Linked DNA regions of Triticum aestivum: region 2 is linked to region 1. A link is a contact called in public Hi-C data. All regions are on one chromosome and are shown on one strand. Each heading gives the region's core, a stretch centred on a gene start, on an enhancer-like site or on the middle of the called end of the contact. The rest is flanking DNA. Distances are from core to core; before and after follow the strand shown. Region 1 holds the start of LOC123091714. Region 2 holds the start of LOC123091716 (probable staphylococcal-like nuclease CAN2).

Region 1 (4,662 bases), core at 2,158-4,657:
CCCTACAACCACTAGCTAGTTGGCTGCTCTAAGAGAAACTGACACTTGTCATTTGAGAGTATCCCCTCCGAGGACTTTGAGCGAAAATCATCAAGTGAGGAAAACCCAAATCCCAAACCCAAACCTACTAACCCAAAGTGATTGAGCATCACTGAAGAGATTGTTCCTGTGTGGAACCGACGCTTGTTACCTTTGAGGATTATGTATCCTCCAAACGGTTAGGCGTCATGGTCTGAGTATCCAAGAGGAATTGTGGATCACCGAGTGACCGAGTCTATGAAGGTTTGGAAGTCACCTGTGAAGACTTACCACTACTGTTGGGCGAGGTCTCTGTGATCTTAGCTAAAGGAGAATACGGTGAGGACTGTGTGTCCGGGACTGTGTGTCCTCGAGTTTAAATACTCAGTCGCTCCAACCAGACATACAATTGTCACAGCAGTTGGAACTGGTCTACCAAATCATTGTCTTCACAAAGCCTACTGGTTCTATTTTCTCAACCCTTTCATTTCCTCAGTTATGTGTTGATGAACCTGATCATTACTATTTGAAGACTTTGACTGAAGACTCTCTCTAATTCCTCAATCCTATTTCTTCAGTCAGTTTGTCTTCATCCTGCTTATCCTGTGTTTATGCTTTCTGTACTCTGCGTTTGTCTTTCATTTCATCATGATGACTATGTTGTTGCTCTGTTATGCTTATACATGAGTACTTATTCCGCTACAAGTAGTTCTTTGCTTAGGAATTTCCTCACCCTGAAATTCCTCAGTGAAGAATTCATAAAAATCGTCTATTCACCCCCCCTCTAGTCGACATAACGCACTTTCACAACTTGCCTTTGTTCTTCCCGCCCTCCCACCCCTTTTCTTCCGAAGTCTACATGTCTATTCGAGCATCAATTTCATTCGTGCGGAGCCTCTTCAGTCTTTCCTCAGTCATTCAACCAGTGAATTCAAGTCAAGTTCATCATTGATTCGTCTTGTTTTCTTTTCCAGTGGACTTAATTCAAGTATTCAGTGTTGATCATATTCTTTCCCTCGGCTCAAATGTTTCCCCTTGCTCGTTCGCCTCATGCCAGTTTATCCTTCCAGAGTGCTCAAGACATCTCAGAAGATTCATGTTTGCCTTCAATTAATTCGAGGTTGTCACCTCATTCGAGTCTTTCTATTGTTTCAGTGCATCAGTTCTCATTCAACAATCCCTTCCAACGGTATTTCTTTTCAGTGGGCCCTAACCCACAGGTCTTTTCCCAGGATCTTACCTGACTTCTAATTCTTCCGGAGTTATTCTCAAATTCTTTTCAAAATGTGATGTAAGAATGGATTCCATCAGTCATATGCCTTCTCCAAGATCGCTTTCAAATCATTTTCATTTTTTGATCAACCTTTACTCTTTTCATTCTTCCGGAGTGTCGCAACAATTTGGTGGTGTTTCTCGTCGTCATTCTCTACATTTGAAGACCGAAGAAGAGTTTTCCTCTGAATCTTATCTGTTCTCCCGAAGATTCATGGTTCTAGTTTCTTGCTATCCTCTCAAATTTTTTCCAATCATGCAATTCTTTTCATACCCATCCGGAGCATTTCAGGAGTTCCCTCTCGATCATCCGGAGGCCACCATTTCAGAAGAATTCTTCACTCTCAACTTTCAGTTCTCGTTCTCCAATTCTTCTGGTGCTTTGATCAGGTAGTCTTTAGTCAACTCGTGATCTCTTCGTTCTTTGGTTTCTGTATTCCCTCAAGCATATTTGTTCTTCTAATTCTTCCCGATGATTTATCCTATTTTCTTCATTCTTTTCCAAATTCTTACGGCGGTTTGTTCAGCATTCCTCTTCCTTTGTTGTCATATCAATTCATTCATTCTTTCCAATCCTACTCGTGGTTCGTTGAAGACCTTCCTCAAGGTTGTGCCATATCCCCCTTAATCCTTTTCCAATAAGAATAAGTAGTATGCAAAATCCATTGCTTGTCATAAATTTAATTTCATGAAGGATAAGCATACAATAAATCTTATTCTTTTCTCGAAGTGATTAATCCCTTCCTTCGCAGTTTGTTCATGATGAATAAATTCTAGTCCCAAGTGTTTTCGTGTTTTCGTGTTTTCTTTTCCAGAGTTCAAGTTTCCTCGGCCATCTCGTCGGAACCTCCATCTAAATCACTGCAAGGCTTTAATCCTATTCTTTTCATCCTTTGTTCCTTTCTCAGCATCCTTTTGTTACCGGAGTTTGTCATGGTGGTTCATCAGGATTTAATTCATTCTTCAAATGTTCATCAAGATTCTTGTTGGAGGAGTCCAAGTATCTTTTCTTCTCGCGTCTCGAAGTGCAATTAATTCTCCGTATTCTTTTGAAGTGGAGTTTTGCATTTCTTCCTTCTTCTCAGCTACTCAAGCATTTGGTTGTGGCATAATTTCACCTCAAGTTTTGAGATGTTTTTCCATAAGTCCACAACAAGCTTATTCTTTTGTTGTTGATTTTCTCAACAACTCCATTCAATCCTTCCTTCTAAGATGCCATCAAATTCATTCGTGGTGGAAGTTGTTCTTCTCTTATCCATTCTTTTCATTTCACTATTTCAAATCTTTCGGAGTGAGGCCGAAATTCTTCCGTTCTTATTATTTTTCTACCTTGTCTAACCGGAGTGGTTTCAGAGTCTATCTTAATCCTTGAGATTTTGATTCTCGTCATAATCGTTGTTCCTCTTCTCTACCCGAGTGATCTCGACCTTGTTCATCTTCTCTCTTTGAGCTCTTGCTTCACCTCATCCTCTTTGTCTTCCGTCTCGTTCCTAAGATCTCGGGACGAGATCCTCTGTTAGTGGAGGAGAGTTGTAATGCCTCGAGACCGATGCGCCAGGTGTCATCCAGTTTTCGCCGTCGTTCCCATGTCATTCTCTTGCGTGTTGCATCTTGCCATGTCATCATGTGCATTTCATCTACATGTTTTTCAAAACTTGCATCCATTCGGGTCCTCCCAGTTCTCTCCGTTGTCCGTTCGGAGTCCAAACACACACGCACGCGCCCGCGGCAGCTCTGAAATATTATTTTATAAGTGGCTGAAAAATATTCTCTGAATGGGGTGGAAGTTGGCGTGCGGTCTTATTATAGTGCATGTAGACCGCCAGTCAAATTTCGTCACATTCGGAATCCGTTTGATAGCCCAACCGTTAAACATACAGCCGCAATATAGCCAGTATAAACGTCGGATGTTTTCGGTCTCCGAAAACCATTGTCGGGCTGCAATTCATCTCTCTCCCCTCAGCCCAACCCCTCTTCACAGCCCATCTAGCCCCCCTACACTACCCCTCCGCTCCGGACCGTCCGATGGCGATCGTACGGTCCGAAAACGGACTAAAACCCCCGGCCCTAGCCCCCTTTTCCTATTTAAACCCCCTCCCCTTGCCATTTTGGGCGTCCCTAGCCTAACCCTAGTTCCCCCTAACCTCCATACGCCTTCCTCCTCGGAATCCACGCCGATCCACCCCGCCTCTGACACTTGGTGCTGCCTGAGCGGCCAGCAACGCCGCAGCCGCCGCCCTCCTCCAACCGGGTGCTGCCACGTGGCCTCCCTGCCTCTCCCTTCGCCGCGGCCCGTGCAAGCCCATCGGGGCCCGACCGCGTCGCTGCCCGCATGATGCCTCGCTCCCGAGTTCCAGATCGGGAGAGGAGCTCCCGATCCAGAGCCCCGCCGCCAGTGACCGGAACTCGCCGTAGATGGGTGCTCGGTCGCCCCTGCTCCTCCTTCCCTCCTCTGCCTCGCCTTCCATCTCCCTCTCACTCAAGGTCTTGCTTCCTCCCGTCCTCGCAGGGAACCGCCGCCACCGCCTTGGTCTTCCCCGACCGCGCCGCCATGGATGCCCGTCTCCGCCTCTGGTTGGATCCGGCCGAGAACGGAGCCCCGCCGACCTCCCGTGGCCAGATCCGCCTGCTCCCGAACCCGCCGACCTCTCCCCGTTGCCAGCGTCGTGTCGCCCTCGCCGGACGCCGCCGTTGTCCTGCTTCGAGGAGGAGCACGCCCCACTCAACCCTCTGCGTCGTTGACCGTGCCGCCAGGTGGGCCTCGCCCGCGGCCCAGCAGACCCACCCGTCCGCATCGGGCCTCCCTCAGCCTGCTTCCTCGTCATGGGCCGAGCCAACATGGTGAGCGCCCGCCAAATCCCGCACGTGCGCTTTTTAGCTAAATCGCGCTCATCCTCTGGGTTTTTTTTCGAAATACTAGATGACCAGTTGCGCCAAATGGCGCAAAGACCCGTTTAAAAGCATGTTCGTGTTGAAAATATTTGCATTTTTTCAATAACTGTATATTTAAGTACATTTGGTAAGAACTTATACCCCTGTATATACAGAAAATTAAATGCAAATATTTTCTTAAGGTAATAATGCCACAAATTAGATCATCGATAGGTCAAGATAGTTGAGTCTACAATTAGGAGGCTGCAGGCAGTGTAATCCGAGCAGAAAGCAAATCGTTGGCCTAGGAAAAGAAAGGAATAGTCAGGAAAAAAATATAACTTCTACTTACTGCAATGGAAAAGAAGGAAACTATTGTTAGTATAACATCAGTATATAGGTTATTAGTACATAGGTGTTTTTGCATTATCCAAAAAATCTAATAAACAACAGCAAAATGATCTTCCTAGCCTCTGTAACACATGCCTCGACCTTATGAGG
Region 2 (5,223 bases), core at 1,143-3,642, 380 kb before region 1:
CTGACCGGCAAAGTATTCAAGACAAACTGCACGCCCTCTGGCAGCGAGGATGGACGGTGGTTTGAGGATGCTGCAGGTAGTGATGGGATGGGGAAGTTGTAGAATTCGAGGATACCCTTAGGAAAAAAAATGTTTCTGGAGGACTGAGTTGAACATATATAGTCATGTGTAACAACAAAATATTAATGCTGAACATATATAGTCATGTGTAACAACCAAATATTAATGCGAACATCAGTGGGTTTCCTGGGTTTATGGTTTTGGTTCCTATAAGAAAAAAAAAATACTAGTAGCATAAAAACGTAAACCTTAAGTTTTAACATTTTTTGCAAACTTGCGCTTACAGATTCCACAGTCCAAACATACAAGTCCGTATTAGTCAGTGCATTATTCCAATGCTCGCCTGAACTATGTAGGATCTAAAAAAAGGAAGAAACAAGTTACCTCCAAATCAGCACTCTGGATCCAGTTTAGGGCTGATACAACTAGTTGTGCAGCCTCTTCCGGTGTTCTCGGTGGGGTTCTCGCATTCTTATATGCCTCCAACATATTCTGGTACCTGTTCTCGTGCAGATTAAAAGATTGCATTAGTTCTATTCAGTGGATATCCAAGTTAGTACCACTATTCTAACTGTTTCTAATAGGTTCTGGTAATTACTACTACCCTTCTTGCTCTCCTCGACATTTTTTCAATGCCTCCTTATTCTAATTCTTCTTTGTGGCAAACTATCACTTATTGACAGTGTTCTCCGTACGGCGCACCTTCTAAGGACAAAGTAAGAACAACTTTATAAAGTTATCAGTGAATAAAAAGGACAAAATGAAGTTTGCATGTCCCCTTCCACTTATCTAATCATAATTTATCAACAATTCGTCCTCAGTCGTCTGAGTAATCTCACAAAACTACACCCATATAAAGGGGAAAATAAGTCACTCCCTCCTATTCATATTAATTGTCGCTGATTTAATAAGAAACTTTTGGATTTCTCAATGCTGAAAACTGGGTAGACCTCACCAAGACACCAATCTGCTTGTAATTTGTTCTGCTTTGTCTATCTCATCATTACAAATCACATGTGTAGATAGGTATGGATCACCCTATATTTGTAAGAGAAGTCAAAAAGGCATTTGGTAGGTCCTATGAAGCAATTTATTTTCATTCTGAGAACGACCCAGCTTAAAATCCAAGTCAGTGCGTGTCCTTCTGATTTTGTTAACAGCCATAGGCCTTAAATATATACCAGCCTAGAGGAACCAGACAAACTTTGCTATCAATAACTCGATGGACAAGAGGTATAAGCAAATGTATTAATAATTGAGGGAAAATACTATCAAGTGTGAGGGCCTTTTGGAGCTGCTGCGTACCATTTAATCTGTGCTTTCTTGGACGCCGTAACATGCTGCCTGAGCCCTTCAGGAACCTAATAATATGACAAACAAATTAGTCTTCACACATGTCGCGTCATAGGAAAACAAGTGGCATAAATTGGAGCAAAAGGGATGATTAAACTTGTCGTATGTGTTATCAGTTGTGAAGCATCTGCAAGTTTTCATACAAATGCTAGTTGCCGCAATGTGGCATGCTTAAATTTCGATATTATTAATGAACATGTTCATCCAAAAGTTGGACACAAAATAAGTTGGTTTGTGAAATTTGTATGAAGTGGGTAAACCACATAGAAAAGGTTGCCATTATGGCTTTAACCTTTGATTCTAGGAGTGCAGATGTTTATCTTCATCCCATTTCTATGAAGGAAGAAGCTTCAAATCGTACTAGAAAACTAGACAGAAAAGGTGATTCTCATCCCAATTTACACATGCACAGAAAAAGCACGCCAATGAAAAGAAAAGAAATGTATCCTCATCGTTATGAATCTGCATAATCTGTGACCATTGCATGAAGACTTGTAATACAGTAAAGTTCAAGCTGAAAGCTGAAAGCTGAAACACATAGTACTGTACTTGAGTGGCGAGGGAGACTTAATCTGACTTGACAAGGCATTTGCATGAACAAGATGAACACGGAGAGTGGTGGGTAGGGTTCCAGTTACCATGGACGCGCTCTCAAAGTTGAGGAGGTCGTGCGCCAGGGAGGCGACGCCATGGCCATCAGCTTGCTGCTGCTGCTGGGGGTAGTGGGGCCTGGAGCCTGGACGGTAGTAGGGGTAGTGGTCTTCTTCTTCTTCGTCGTCTCCCCTGAAGCACTTCAGGATGTTCCCCATGGATTCCTCCTCCTCCGTCTTCTAGCTCTAGCTCTCTGCTGCTTCTCTTCTCTCTTGTCAAAATGTCAAGTGTGATGATGGCAGAGAGAGAGAGAGATTCTAGCCCATGGAGCGTAGCGAAGAGTAAAGGAAGGAAAAGAGTGAAGTGTGATGTGATGTGACGGTGGGGTCTGCCCAACCCGCTCGCTGCTGGAAAAGAAAAAACAGAGGAGAGTAGACTAGACTTGCAGCAGGAGACCAGACCTTCGTTCAGAGAGCCAATAAATAAACAAGAACAAAACATTGACTTGGGTTTACCGGTTGAATAAAACCAGTACCGGTTTCATTGCTTTTTAGATATTCCCCATGCTGAAGAAATTATCAAAATTTCTTTTTGCCAAGTCATAGCCCAAGATTTCCAAATATTCCCTCAAAAAGGTTCCATTCCGTCAGACGGAATTTCTCCATGTTTGTTCTTGCTCACGATTTTAGAGGATTTGGAATTATCAAATTTGATGTTTTTCGCCTTCTTTTCCATCAATGCTTCTACACCTTGGACCCAAAACAATGAATTTTTTCTTTTCTTTTGCGGTGACCAGAACAATAAAGTTGAATTGTAAAGCAAATCAGGATACGCGGAGCTCAATTTGACAGCAAAACAAAAGCAAAAATTGTCTTTTGGGTAAATAGAGTATGCCAAATCATCAGCAACGATCGCTTTCGAGTTTTGAGAGGCATGGCAGGTTCACTTCCTTGTCATGAATCATGATCCAACTCAGGTCCGCCTCTAGAGAAAAAAGGTCCTCAAAATAAACCAAGCTCAGCATTTGCATGAATTATTTCCCGCCTATCACCTCTTTATCTAATAACCGCTCTATAAAATCAATTTTACAAACTCTAAAAAAAGATAAATATAAAGCACATGGTAAACATGAATGACTGATAAATTATCACTTTTAAGTTAAACATCGATGTAATGTTGAGGGGATTAAATACAGGCCTTCCAAATTATTCCCTAGCAAACCATGTTCCCTTCTTCAGGTCCCCCAATTGCTAAGTCAAAGTTTGTGCTTGAGTTCATCATGCTTTCTTGGTCTTGGGCTTAGGGGCCGGTGGCGGGAACACGGCCCTGAAGGTCCACGCAGCGAGAATGGCACCGATGAAGGGGCATATCCAGTACACGTACAGCTGCTCCCAGGTGTTGTGCAGATTGTTAACATACGCCCAACCAAAGGCCTGTACATGGTAGTTCGACGGAATCAGTTAACAGGAAACCATGTGAAGAATTCCAAGTGAGCATCAACTTAACTAATCACATCAGATTATATATATTAGTCTGTTAGATGAGCAATGGCATATAGCAGCATAAATATATTTCAGTACTAAAGCATCGTCCAGTCCACTGTTAAGATCTGACATCTGCCAAGTCTTGGAGGTGCATAAGATAACTTTTCCCTGAGTAACAAATTGAAAGAAGCACACAATAGCAAACTTCCCCATGGCATCATAAAGACTTGTTCCTGTTACCAGTAAAATGCAATCCAGTGAACATTAACTACTGAACATTTCTCTTCTACTCCCTCGGTCCCATAATATAAGAGCGAGGGAGTAACATGGAAATGACGACTTGCTTCAAACGAGTCTCAAGAATATCACTAGTGACGTGTCCAGTGTGTTCATTCCATGAATGGGGTCAAAAATAAATAAAAATTCATTGATCGTTTTAGGTCTACAAACGAGTCTTCAGAATATCACTAGTGATGTATCCAGTGGATGTTCCTTGCATATTTGTCTCATTTACCCCTCCCTAAATTTCCAACACTATATAACGGTATTATCATTTCCAACCCCCATCCAGTTATTTATGGCTCGGTAATGTACAGATTACTAGATTACAGTTGCCTACAAAGCATCCAAGTTGGTTAACTGGAAGGGCCTACTGTTTGCATGATCGTGTTCCCAATAAGCAGAATAATTATGCGTTCAGAACTATATAGGATTTGACATGCCAAAATGGAGACATTTGCTTCACTAAACCAGTCAGTAGTCCGTCAATATATTAAAAAGAAAAAAAATCAGCCTGGCCATTCGAATTGAGCTCAGTTCAGTATCCGGGGTTGCAGTTACATGGATAAGATTGGCAGTCAAATGAAAGGAAAGAAAAAAGGAGCAAGTGAGTGAGAGTAGCGTACGTTGGCAGGGTTCATGGAGGGGCCGGTGTACGCGGCGCCGGTGAGGACGAGGCTGACGGTGGAGACTGAGAGCATCGCTGTCTTGACGATGGGGTTGCGGGGTCCCTTGACGATGATGCAGAGGACGGCAAAGGTGATGACGAAGGTGAGCACCCCTTCAGCGACGGCGCCGGTGTGGGGATCCACCTTGAGCGAGGGTCCGCCGAGCATGTGCTTGTACTGCTCCGGCATCAGCTCGGAGATGGCCAGAGCTCCGCCCACGGCTCCGGCGGCCTAGCAAGACAGATTCAGATTTGCGGTGCTAATTGGTCTGATTTAGTTTGGCGAGAGAGGAACAAGTGTGAAATCAGTGACAGACCTGCGCTGGTAGGCGGAGCGCGATGGAGAATAGCGAGGGGCTGGTGAGGCCCGCGGCGTAGAAGGCGGCGACGCCGGTGGGGTTGAAGCTGGCGCCGCCGAGGGCGTCGCAGAGGAGGTTGAAGGCGAAGAGGAGGAGGGCGAGGATGGAGACGGTGACGAGGAGGGCGTAGTGGATCCCCTCGTGCAGGCTGAGGTAGGTGGTGACGGCGGCCGTGGAGGCGCCGAGCGTGGAGACGCAGAGCACCCAGAGGAAGGTCACGACGCCGTCCGCCGCCGCCTCCCGCACAGCCGTTCCCATCGCCATCCGAGCGTTCCTTCCGTGCTTGCTTCCCTCACTCCGTCGTCGCTGCTGGCAGTGATTGGTGGGTTGGGTTGGGTGTATGTATGGGTCTGGCTTGGCACACAGCACAAGAGAAAGATGAAAAAGAAGGGAAGAAGATTGGAGGGAGGGAGCACGCCCTCCGTCCCTC

The links. Hi-C and Micro-C count contacts between places; a contact is called where the count stands out from the background.
Region 2: a Hi-C map of leaf shows a contact between it and region 1, with 6 times the contacts expected there. The contact joins the promoter of LOC123091716 here to the promoter of LOC123091714 in region 1. A contact is called at or near these places in 2 of 5 Hi-C or Micro-C datasets (both in leaf).

The regions. Positions count from the first base shown.
Region 1 is chr4B:184,366,769-184,371,430 of IWGSC CS RefSeq v2.1, reverse strand. LOC123091714 reads left to right here and starts at 3,407. Exons shown (of 4, transcript XR_006443436.1): 1 at 3,407-4,131.
Region 2 is chr4B:184,748,248-184,753,470 of IWGSC CS RefSeq v2.1, reverse strand. LOC123091716 (probable staphylococcal-like nuclease CAN2) reads right to left here and starts at 2,392. Exons shown (of 9, transcript XM_044513320.1): 1 at 2,052-2,392; 2 at 1,366-1,421; 3 at 445-559; 4 at 6-116. The coding sequence starts at 2,222. LOC123091719 (aquaporin SIP1-1) reads right to left here. Exons shown (of 3, transcript XM_044513323.1): 1 at 4,752-5,223; 2 at 4,394-4,666; 3 at 3,128-3,437. The coding sequence starts at 5,057. The coding sequence ends at 3,282.